Linked DNA regions of Sus scrofa: all the other regions are linked to region 2. Evidence: chromatin contacts called from public HiChIP or PLAC-seq data. All regions are on one chromosome and are shown on one strand. The core of a region is the stretch at or near the end of the contact, and the rest is flanking DNA. Distances in the headings are between cores, read along the strand shown.

What was found. HiChIP or PLAC-seq counts read pairs in DNA pulled down with a chosen protein or histone mark.
Region 1: an H3K27ac HiChIP or PLAC-seq map of alveolar macrophages shows a contact between it and region 2. The contact joins two enhancer-like sites. A contact is called at or near these places in 2 of 47 Hi-C or Micro-C datasets (embryonic fibroblasts and fetal heart ventricle) and 1 of 2 datasets of contacts at active chromatin or transcription factors (alveolar macrophages).
Region 3: a contact with region 2 is called in an H3K27ac HiChIP or PLAC-seq map of alveolar macrophages. The contact joins two enhancer-like sites. A contact is called at or near these places in 3 of 47 Hi-C or Micro-C datasets (embryonic fibroblasts, retroperitoneal adipose tissue and subcutaneous adipose tissue) and 2 of 2 datasets of contacts at active chromatin or transcription factors (alveolar macrophages and skeletal muscle).

Annotation. Positions count from the first base shown.
Region 1 is chr6:153,405,499-153,408,198 of Sscrofa11.1, forward strand. No RefSeq gene overlaps it. Among named protein-coding and RNA genes, the nearest start is that of FGGY, 190 kb to the left of the region's middle. Within about 2 kb of position 1,268, at least 3 of the 83 cell types and tissues checked have an H3K27ac peak or open chromatin away from gene starts, as enhancers often do. A contact at or near this core is called in alveolar macrophages, where this site is marked.
Region 2 is chr6:152,815,697-152,818,396 of Sscrofa11.1, forward strand. All of the region lies in intron 14 of FGGY (FGGY carbohydrate kinase domain-containing protein), which reads right to left. Among named protein-coding and RNA genes, the nearest start is that of HOOK1, 110 kb to the left of the region's middle. Within about 2 kb of position 1,370, at least 19 of the 83 cell types and tissues checked have an H3K27ac peak or open chromatin away from gene starts, as enhancers often do. A contact at or near this core is called in alveolar macrophages, retroperitoneal adipose tissue and subcutaneous adipose tissue, where this site is marked.
Region 3 is chr6:153,432,941-153,435,710 of Sscrofa11.1, forward strand. No RefSeq gene overlaps it. Among named protein-coding and RNA genes, the nearest start is that of FGGY, 220 kb to the left of the region's middle. Within about 2 kb of position 1,406, at least 34 of the 83 cell types and tissues checked have an H3K27ac peak or open chromatin away from gene starts, as enhancers often do. A contact at or near this core is called in alveolar macrophages, retroperitoneal adipose tissue and subcutaneous adipose tissue, where this site is marked.

The DNA.
Region 1 (2,700 bases), core at 18-2,517, 590 kb after region 2:
TCCCCTATTATTAATGTTCAGTTAATTAGACAAAGAGGTCCTTAGATGGAGGTGGTTCTAAGGCTGTGGCAGCCTACTTAAGCAAAGCCAAACCTAACCTATAAATGAAGGCTAAGAACTTGAAACCAGAAGACAACCAATCACAACTGGCCAGCTGGGCTCCCCCAAATAAGGCAATCACTAAAGCCATAGCGAGTCAAATAATTCCCTTGCTTTGCTTCTGTGCCTTCTCTGTGAAAGTCCCGCCCGCTTCCATCCCCCAGCTCCTGTTGCTGGAGCCTTTCTGACCATTTCCAATTTGGCACCACACTGTTAGAAGAGGTGTTTCTCTCCAATAAACTTAAGATTTGTAACGTGATGTAGTTTGTCTTTTAACATTAACATCTTGCATTAATATGGTACTCTCGTTACAACTGATGAACCAATATTACATTATTCCTTACTCAAGCCCATAGTTTATATCAGGGTTCACTCAGGTTGCACATACTATGTCTTTTGACAAATGCATAATATCATTGCAATACCTTACAGAAGAGTTTCACTGCCCTAAAAATCCCCTATGCTCCACCCATTCATCTCTCTCTCCTTTCCTCTGGACCTGGGCAAACACTGATCTTTTTATCATCAAATATCCTTTTGATTTGCCAGAAAATTAATACAAATTCTTCTATTAATACAAATTCTTCCATCAAGACAAGAGTGTTTTTCAATAATGAAACTGATACAGAGGTTAAATGACTTGTTCCAGGTCACCGAACTAGTAAGGGCAGGAGCTGGGTTTTCAACCCAGGTCTAACTCCAAATCTCTCTTCTCTTCACTAGGCCAATATGGCCAGGCCCTTTCTTAGAAGAGAAGACATTTGAATGTCTGTACTGTAGGAGAGATCCAGAGGTTTGGGGAATAGTGTTGCATGTAGTGGGGTAGGAGGTGGGCAGGTGGGGATATAGGAACTATCTGGCCTAAGGAGGTTCCCAAGAATTCCTAGCAGGTACTGTAGTGTGAGCTGTGGCTGAATTTGCAGACTGGATCTCCCCATACCAGCTGCTTCTGCATCTCACTCAAGCCAATTATGATTTACAAATGGGAGTGTAGAAATGCTAATAACCCTAACTGGGCTCCCTAATTACCGCTTAATCAACTGCTAATGGGTGTTAGCTGCCAGCCAGGGTAGCTGATAGGGCTGATAGGGCTCCAGCTGGCCAAGGTTAAAGGGAAGCTCTTGTTAGTGTCACTGGCCTCGAAAATAGAAGGAAGCCATGGGGTGGGTGGAAAGTGTCTTCTTTTTCCTTTCTTCTGCATTTTTGTCTGGATATTTTGTCGCAGTCATGAGGCACTGGGCAGCAAAGGTCTTCAGAGGAGGTAAAGAACCAGAAAAGGCCAAGAGTGAGAAATTAGCGAGCAGAGGAGGCTGGACAGTCGACAGGTGATTATTGAATGCAGACAAGTGTGAGGTATTGTGCTGAGTGCTGTCATCTTAATGTTGTGACAGTCAAGGGTTTTGAGGGAGCAAAAGGGGGCGAGGAAAAGTGAATGTGTAGGGAAGTGACCCTGAGGAACACGAATGGGAGAAGTCATGAATCAGAGGCATCTGAGGTTTGGCAAGAAAAAAAGAGAACACTAACTTTTATAGAGCGTGTCTAAAAATATTTGTTAAATGAATGATATCAAATTAAACAGTCTCTACATAAGACATTTTAACCTATGACATGCCCAACATATGGCATCCCCCACAATGACCATCTTCAGTAGAGGTTTACCATCCCTATTTCACAGATACAGAAGTTAGGATTCACAGGGGTGAAGGGTCATCCTCATGGTCACGTTGATAACACGTAGCTCTGCTCTTTTCCTGATTGCAAGGCTTAGCATTTTTAAACAGCTTTATTGAGATATTATTGTCATATGGAGTGTATATATTTAAGATGTGCAACTTGATATTTTGATATATTTATAATGTTGTGGGGGTGATCACCATAAAACAGTTCATTTTATCATTTCTACATAGTTACCATGTGTGTGTGTTAAAAGCATTTAAGATTTATCCTCTGAGCAAAATGTGAGTCTACTGTAGAGTACAACAGTGCTGTCATTACCCCACGCACATTAGATCTCCAGAACTTACTCATCTTAGATAACTGAAACTCTGTGCCCTTTGACCAACATCACCCTGTTTCCTCCTCCCCCCGCAACTCCTGGCAACCACTGACCTACTCTCTGTTTTTATGAGTATGACAATTTTTTTATTCTACATTTAAGATTATGTAGTGTGGAGTTTCCATTGTGGCCCCGTGGTAACGAAACCAACTAATAACCATAAGGATGTGGTTTCGATCCCTGGCCTTGCTCAGTGGGTCAAGGATCCAGCATTGCCATGAGCTGTGGTGTAGGCTGGTGGCTACGGCTCCGATGCAACTTCTAGCCTGGGAATTTCCATATGTTGTGGCTGCGGCCCTAAAAAGACCAAAAAAAAAAAAAAAAAATCATGCAGTGTTTCTTTCTTTGTCTTGCTTTTTTCACGTTAGCATAATGTCCTTTAGTTCTTTATCCATGATGTTGAAAATCACAAGGTTTTCTTCCTTCTTTTAAGGCTGAATGATATTCCATTGTGTATTTATATATGTACAGTTGGTTTTCTTTATCCATTCATCTGTTGAAGGACGTTTAGATTGATCCCTATCTTGGCTGTCGTAATTACTACT
Region 2 (2,700 bases), core at 120-2,619:
GTGATTTGTTCCGTTTTACAGAGAAATAAACTAAGGCTCAGAACAGCGAAATGATGTTCCTCAAATCAAGTGCAAGTACAGGAGCCTAGGTGTGGTTGGTCCAAGGCCCATATACATGACTTCAGGCTGCAAGCTCCTAGCTAGTCCCCGACTGCCTCTCATTTGCCTATGACTGATCCATATGGTTTCAGAATTTCCCCGTAATTAATGGTGAAATTACCAGGAATGTCTGCATAAACACAGAGACCATCCTGCCAGCCTGGTGTGTTCTGGTCTAAAATGTTATTATTCTGAAAAACATAGCTTCAGGAAAAGAAATAGTTTATAGGGAAAGTCTCCAAGAAATCTTGAAGCCATAAAGAAAGAGATTCACAGATGTCAGTAAAGGAAAATTGAAAACTTCTGGATAAGACACTATAAGCAAAGGTAGATGATGAGGATCCTATTACAAGAAAAACTTCAATATATACGACAAAGGACTGAGGTACAGAGCACACGAAGAACTCCTCTAAATCTGCAAAAGAAAGACAAAAAACCCTATAGGAAAATGAAGAGAGGATCTTAATAGGCCATTGACAGATGACAGACCGAGGATATAAAGAAAATGTTCATTCTTACTAGCAACAGGGCAGAGGCAAAGGAAAAGAACATAAGCAGTCATTTTCTGCCCAAGACTTTGGCAAAAATGTTAAGCGACTGACAATACGCAGTGTTGGCAAAGGCAGAGGGGCACCGTTGGCAGAAATACAAACTGGGCTGGCCTTTATGGAGGGCATTTTGGCCATAGCTAAGACAATTTCAAGCGCACGAATCCTCCCAGAAGAAATTTTATTTTTTTGTATCTCTCCAAGAGAACTCTTCACACATGTATGTAAAGAACCATACCCAGGATGATCCTGGCATTGCCATATGCAAAACTAGATACCAAACACAGTCTAAATGTCAATCAATAGGACATAGGTTAAGTAACTTTTTATAAATGCAGACTCTGGAATTACCACCCACAGGTAATAGACATAGGGCGGCTCTATATGCACTGACATCCTCCCGACAGCTAATAAGTGAAAAAAAACCTTGTGGAGCAATTTGCACACTATGATCCTAGACGCTCCCATACATATGTCTGTGAATGCATTAACAAGGTGAAGAAGACATACAAAACAGACAGTAACGATTCCCTCTGGGATCAGGAGAGGCTTGTGCCTTTTGCCTTTTACTCTGAATTTCTATGTCGTCTGCGTTTTTACAGTGTAAGTGTATTTCTACCATTGTTCACTATCTAAAGAGAAGCGAGTCAGCCAAAGAGACAGAGACACTTGCCTTGTGTTCGGGGTTACATCCTGTTCGCGCAGGATTGAGAAATACTCTGACCCAGGGCCGCGTCTCCCTCCTCTGCGGATGGGAAGAAAGCAGCTCATTTGGAAACTGCCCTCCCCTCTTCTCTCCCTCTCATTTCTGAAGGGGCTCGTCTACCTGAACACATGTGGGTTTACACACAGTCCTCACCAGCATGTGCTGACTCAGAATAACCACTGCCTAGGTTAGTTCACCACCTGAGAACTTTTGAATCACTGAACAAAGAGATTCTTGTCACCTTGGTAAAACTCATACACAATCAAACCCCAAAACAAACTCCAACAGCAATAACAAATTGTCGGGTCTCCTGAGCAGAAGACTTGATTTAAACCATGGGGTCCAATGGGCACAGATTGGACGTACAGCTCCAAAAATAATGGCTCTGCTAGCCTAAAACATATCAGATGTTCCTTTAGCCTTAGCTCGCCCAAGACATAAACTATGTGTTCAGGGGAAAGCAAAGTCAAATGACTCATGACAGAGTTTGTTTTTAGTATGAATTATTTTTTCTGGCTCCTTGCTTTTAAAGACGGATCCTTTTCAGATGGGTAGAAGCAAGGACTGCTGGGAGCTGGGCTCTTGAGCCTAGCCCATTCCCACCCCCCACTTCTGAAAGCTGGAAGCGGATGCCCTGAGAAGGAGAGTTTATTTCCCATATGATCACTCCCACGATGCACTGCTGCTGCTTTTTTTTTTTTCCTTTCGAAACAAGTCAGGCAATGGCAGCCTGAGTGAGGTGGGTGAAAAACACTAGATCTGGAGCCTGAGAGACCTGAGTTCTGATTCCACTGCTACCATTTGTGAACTGCTTGCCACAGGGAATGTCACATGACTTCTCTGGTCTCTGGGCTGCAGTCTGAGAAGAATTCTGAGAAGAGTAAGCACCACTTTAGATTGTGGTGGGGACTCAATGAGGTAACCCAAGCAAAGTGTGTGCCTCACAGGAGACACTCAGTAAACAGCAGGGACAGGACTCCTCAAGGCAGACAGGGTTCTGTATACCTCAGCATCCCTAATGCTCATCTGAGAACGAGGCAGCAGGTATTTGAGGAAGGCAGGCAGCAATGCACTTGGTACTTATGATATGCCCGACACTGTTCTAATCGCTTTATATGGATTATCTCATTTATCTTTACAAATAACACAGGAGGTTATTTACTATCCACACTGAGACACAGAGAGATTAAGAACCCTGACCAAGGCCACACAGGTGGTCAATCGAGGGCCTGAGAGCTGAATGCTTGCGGGATGGCTTTAGAGCAGGAGGCGGGGAGGGAAGACAGCAGACCAGAGGCTCCCTGCATGGACTCCAAGGAAAGGCTACATCAGGAACAGTCCACCTCT
Region 3 (2,770 bases), core at 156-2,655, 620 kb after region 2:
ACTCCAAGCCTTCCAGACAGTGGGACTACTGCACATCCTCTCCCTCGATGGTATGTGCTTTCCAGCTCTACTTTCCAGTAAATACCTGCACCTTCTCCCTAAGATGTGCAGAGTATCTTTTATTTTCCCTTTTAGATCTATACTCCAGCTTTCTCCATTTGCTCTGTGCCCAGGAGGTTGGCCCATGGAGATGGCATTAGTGGATTCTTCACCAATCAGGAGCTTCAGAAGGAGAGAGGGAATGAGTTCCTCGTTGTAAGTCCTCTGGACCTGGCCATGACCCTTGCTGCTCCTCTTAAGGTGGTTGGCTCTGCAGGACTCTCACTCCCCTTGTGGCAAATGTTTGGCAACTACTAAGCTCCTGTTTCTCCCTTGTGATTCTTCCACATCTGTAGCTTTGCAGATAAGCCCTCCTCTGAATACACTAAGTGGATGGGCCATTGAGACCCTGACTGGTACACACTGACCCAGCGCAAACTCCAGGGAGCCCTTTGCAGGCACCTACCTGTTACATCACAGTGCTGTCTGTCTGCTTCCTTCTCTGCCCCACCAGATTGCTTCATTTCACTTTGTTTTAAGTTGCCCACCCACATTTAGTGATCAGCCACTGCACCCTGGGCTGTGGTCTAGAATTTGCAGATTCTGGTTAATAGATGATCATTCCCGACCTTGAAGATGCCCTCTCTCTAGTGCCGGAGATAAGGCCTGGGCCCTGTTTGTAGCTCTGCACCCAGGACAAGTTCAGAGTCTGCTCATGTTCAAATCCCAGCTCTAGCACTGACGAGCAGTGTGATCTAAACAAGTTCACCTCTCAGAGCCGCAGTTTCCTCATCCATAAATGGAAATAACAGCAGCTACCTCAGAGAGTGCTTGTAAGGAATAACGAAGCACTCCGTAAGTGTCCTTATTATTATTACAGCAGGTGCTTAGTTAGTACACATTAAATGATGACTGAATTCATTATCTCATTTGAGCTCTACAGCAAACCTTCTTCCATCCTTCCCTGCTATATGAATTCCAAAGAGACAGCAAGGGAATTCTTTTTTCCTATTTCACAGAAGAAGGAATTGGGAGTGAGTGAATGAAGGAAGGAATAGCTAATCCACTCTGGGAGGAAGGATTCCCCACTTCCTCTCAGAGGCTATAGCTCGGCTGTTTGTCTGAAGAGCCTGGAGCCCTGTGCCCGGGAGAAGTGATCCTGGCTTTCTCTCCAGCTTTCCAGCTCTGGGGGACGGTGCCAAGGGCTCACCTCGGTTCAGTTTCTGTCTAACCCAGTCTGGGTGCAGGTACTTCTGGACTTTGTAAACACTGGGCCTCTGGGCTCTGCCCCAGAAGCCCCCAGCTTCCCAGAACTGGTGGCCCCAGTTCCTGTTCAGCTGCTGCTTTTTCTGTAAGGCCCCTGCAAGCCTCACTGCCCCTTCTGGTAAGTGCAGGAGCCAGGAGGGAGGTTCCACTTTCACATTCGCTACCACACCCACAGGAGGGAGATTTCTCAGTGTGGAGGGGAAATTTCCTTTCTCTTTAGGCCTAACCTCAAGCTCGTCATTTTTTTCTGGACGTGCTTAATTTTCTACTGAGGCTCAGGGCTCTCCCCCCTGCCCACAGCCTCCCTAGATCACAACTTGACTCTGCTGCAGAGATAAGAGAGAACTGTCACCCTGCTGAGCCCCTGCCACAGGCCTGTCCTGGGCTCCAGGGTGCTTTCCATGCCTCCTGATGTGCGCCTTCCCTTGCCCCTATTTTACAGACGTGGGGACTGAGGCTCAGGGCGATGGAATGGCTAGTGTTGGAATGTTCATGTGGGACAACCTGCCCCTTAGAACTTTAGAAGCAGTTGGATGTGGCCACAGAAAGGGAGTCCCCAAATGGAATTAATCTTGGCTGCTCTATCATGTGCTCAGCACTGTTACTTTGCTTCCTGTAATCTGCATGTTTATTTGTGTCCATATTTGTCTCTCCTACTTGACCGTCCCTCCTGAAGGGCAGAGAAGGTGACTCACTCCTGTTGTCCCTGGCCCTGGTGGACACCCTAAGGCAGGAAGGATCTTCTGGTCTGAGATGTGAAAGCAAAGCCAGTGTGTCTGGTGGTGGAGAGTTAGTGGAGGGGAAATACAGGGCAAGGCTGGAGAAAAAAGCAAGACCAGATCACAGAGGACCCTGTAGGCCATGGTGAGGGATCTGCGTTTAATTTTAAGGGCAAAAGGAAGCCACTTAAGGCTTTTGAACAGGGTCCTTACATGTTACAACCAAGTAATCTGGCTGTAGTGTGGAGAACAGATTGGAAAGTAACCGTTGAAGCTCAGTGAGGAGCTGTCCCAGGAGATCAGGCATGAAATGGGGGGGGGGGGGTCTCTCCAGGTCAGGGCTTCTCAGACTGGAAGACCCGTTAAAAGTACAGTTTGCTGGCCTCACCCTAGAGTTTCAGATTCAGTAGATCTGGTTGGGGGTGAGGTGATGCTGAGAATTTGTATTTCTACCAAGGTCCCTCGTGATGTAGATGGTACTTGTCCCCGAGGACCGCTGGGGCTTTGGAAAGAGGAAAAAAAGGATGAGTTAAGAGACAGTCTTGGAGTTCCCGTCATGGCGCAGGGGAAATAAATCTGACTAGGAACCATGAGGTTGTGGGTTCAATCCCTGGCTTCACTCAGTGGATTAAGCACCTGGCATTGCCGTGAGCTGTGGTGTAGGTCGCAGGCATAGCTCGGATCCTGCGTTGCTGGGCTGTGGTGTAGGCTGGCAGCTGTAGCTCCAATTGGACCCCTTGTCTGGG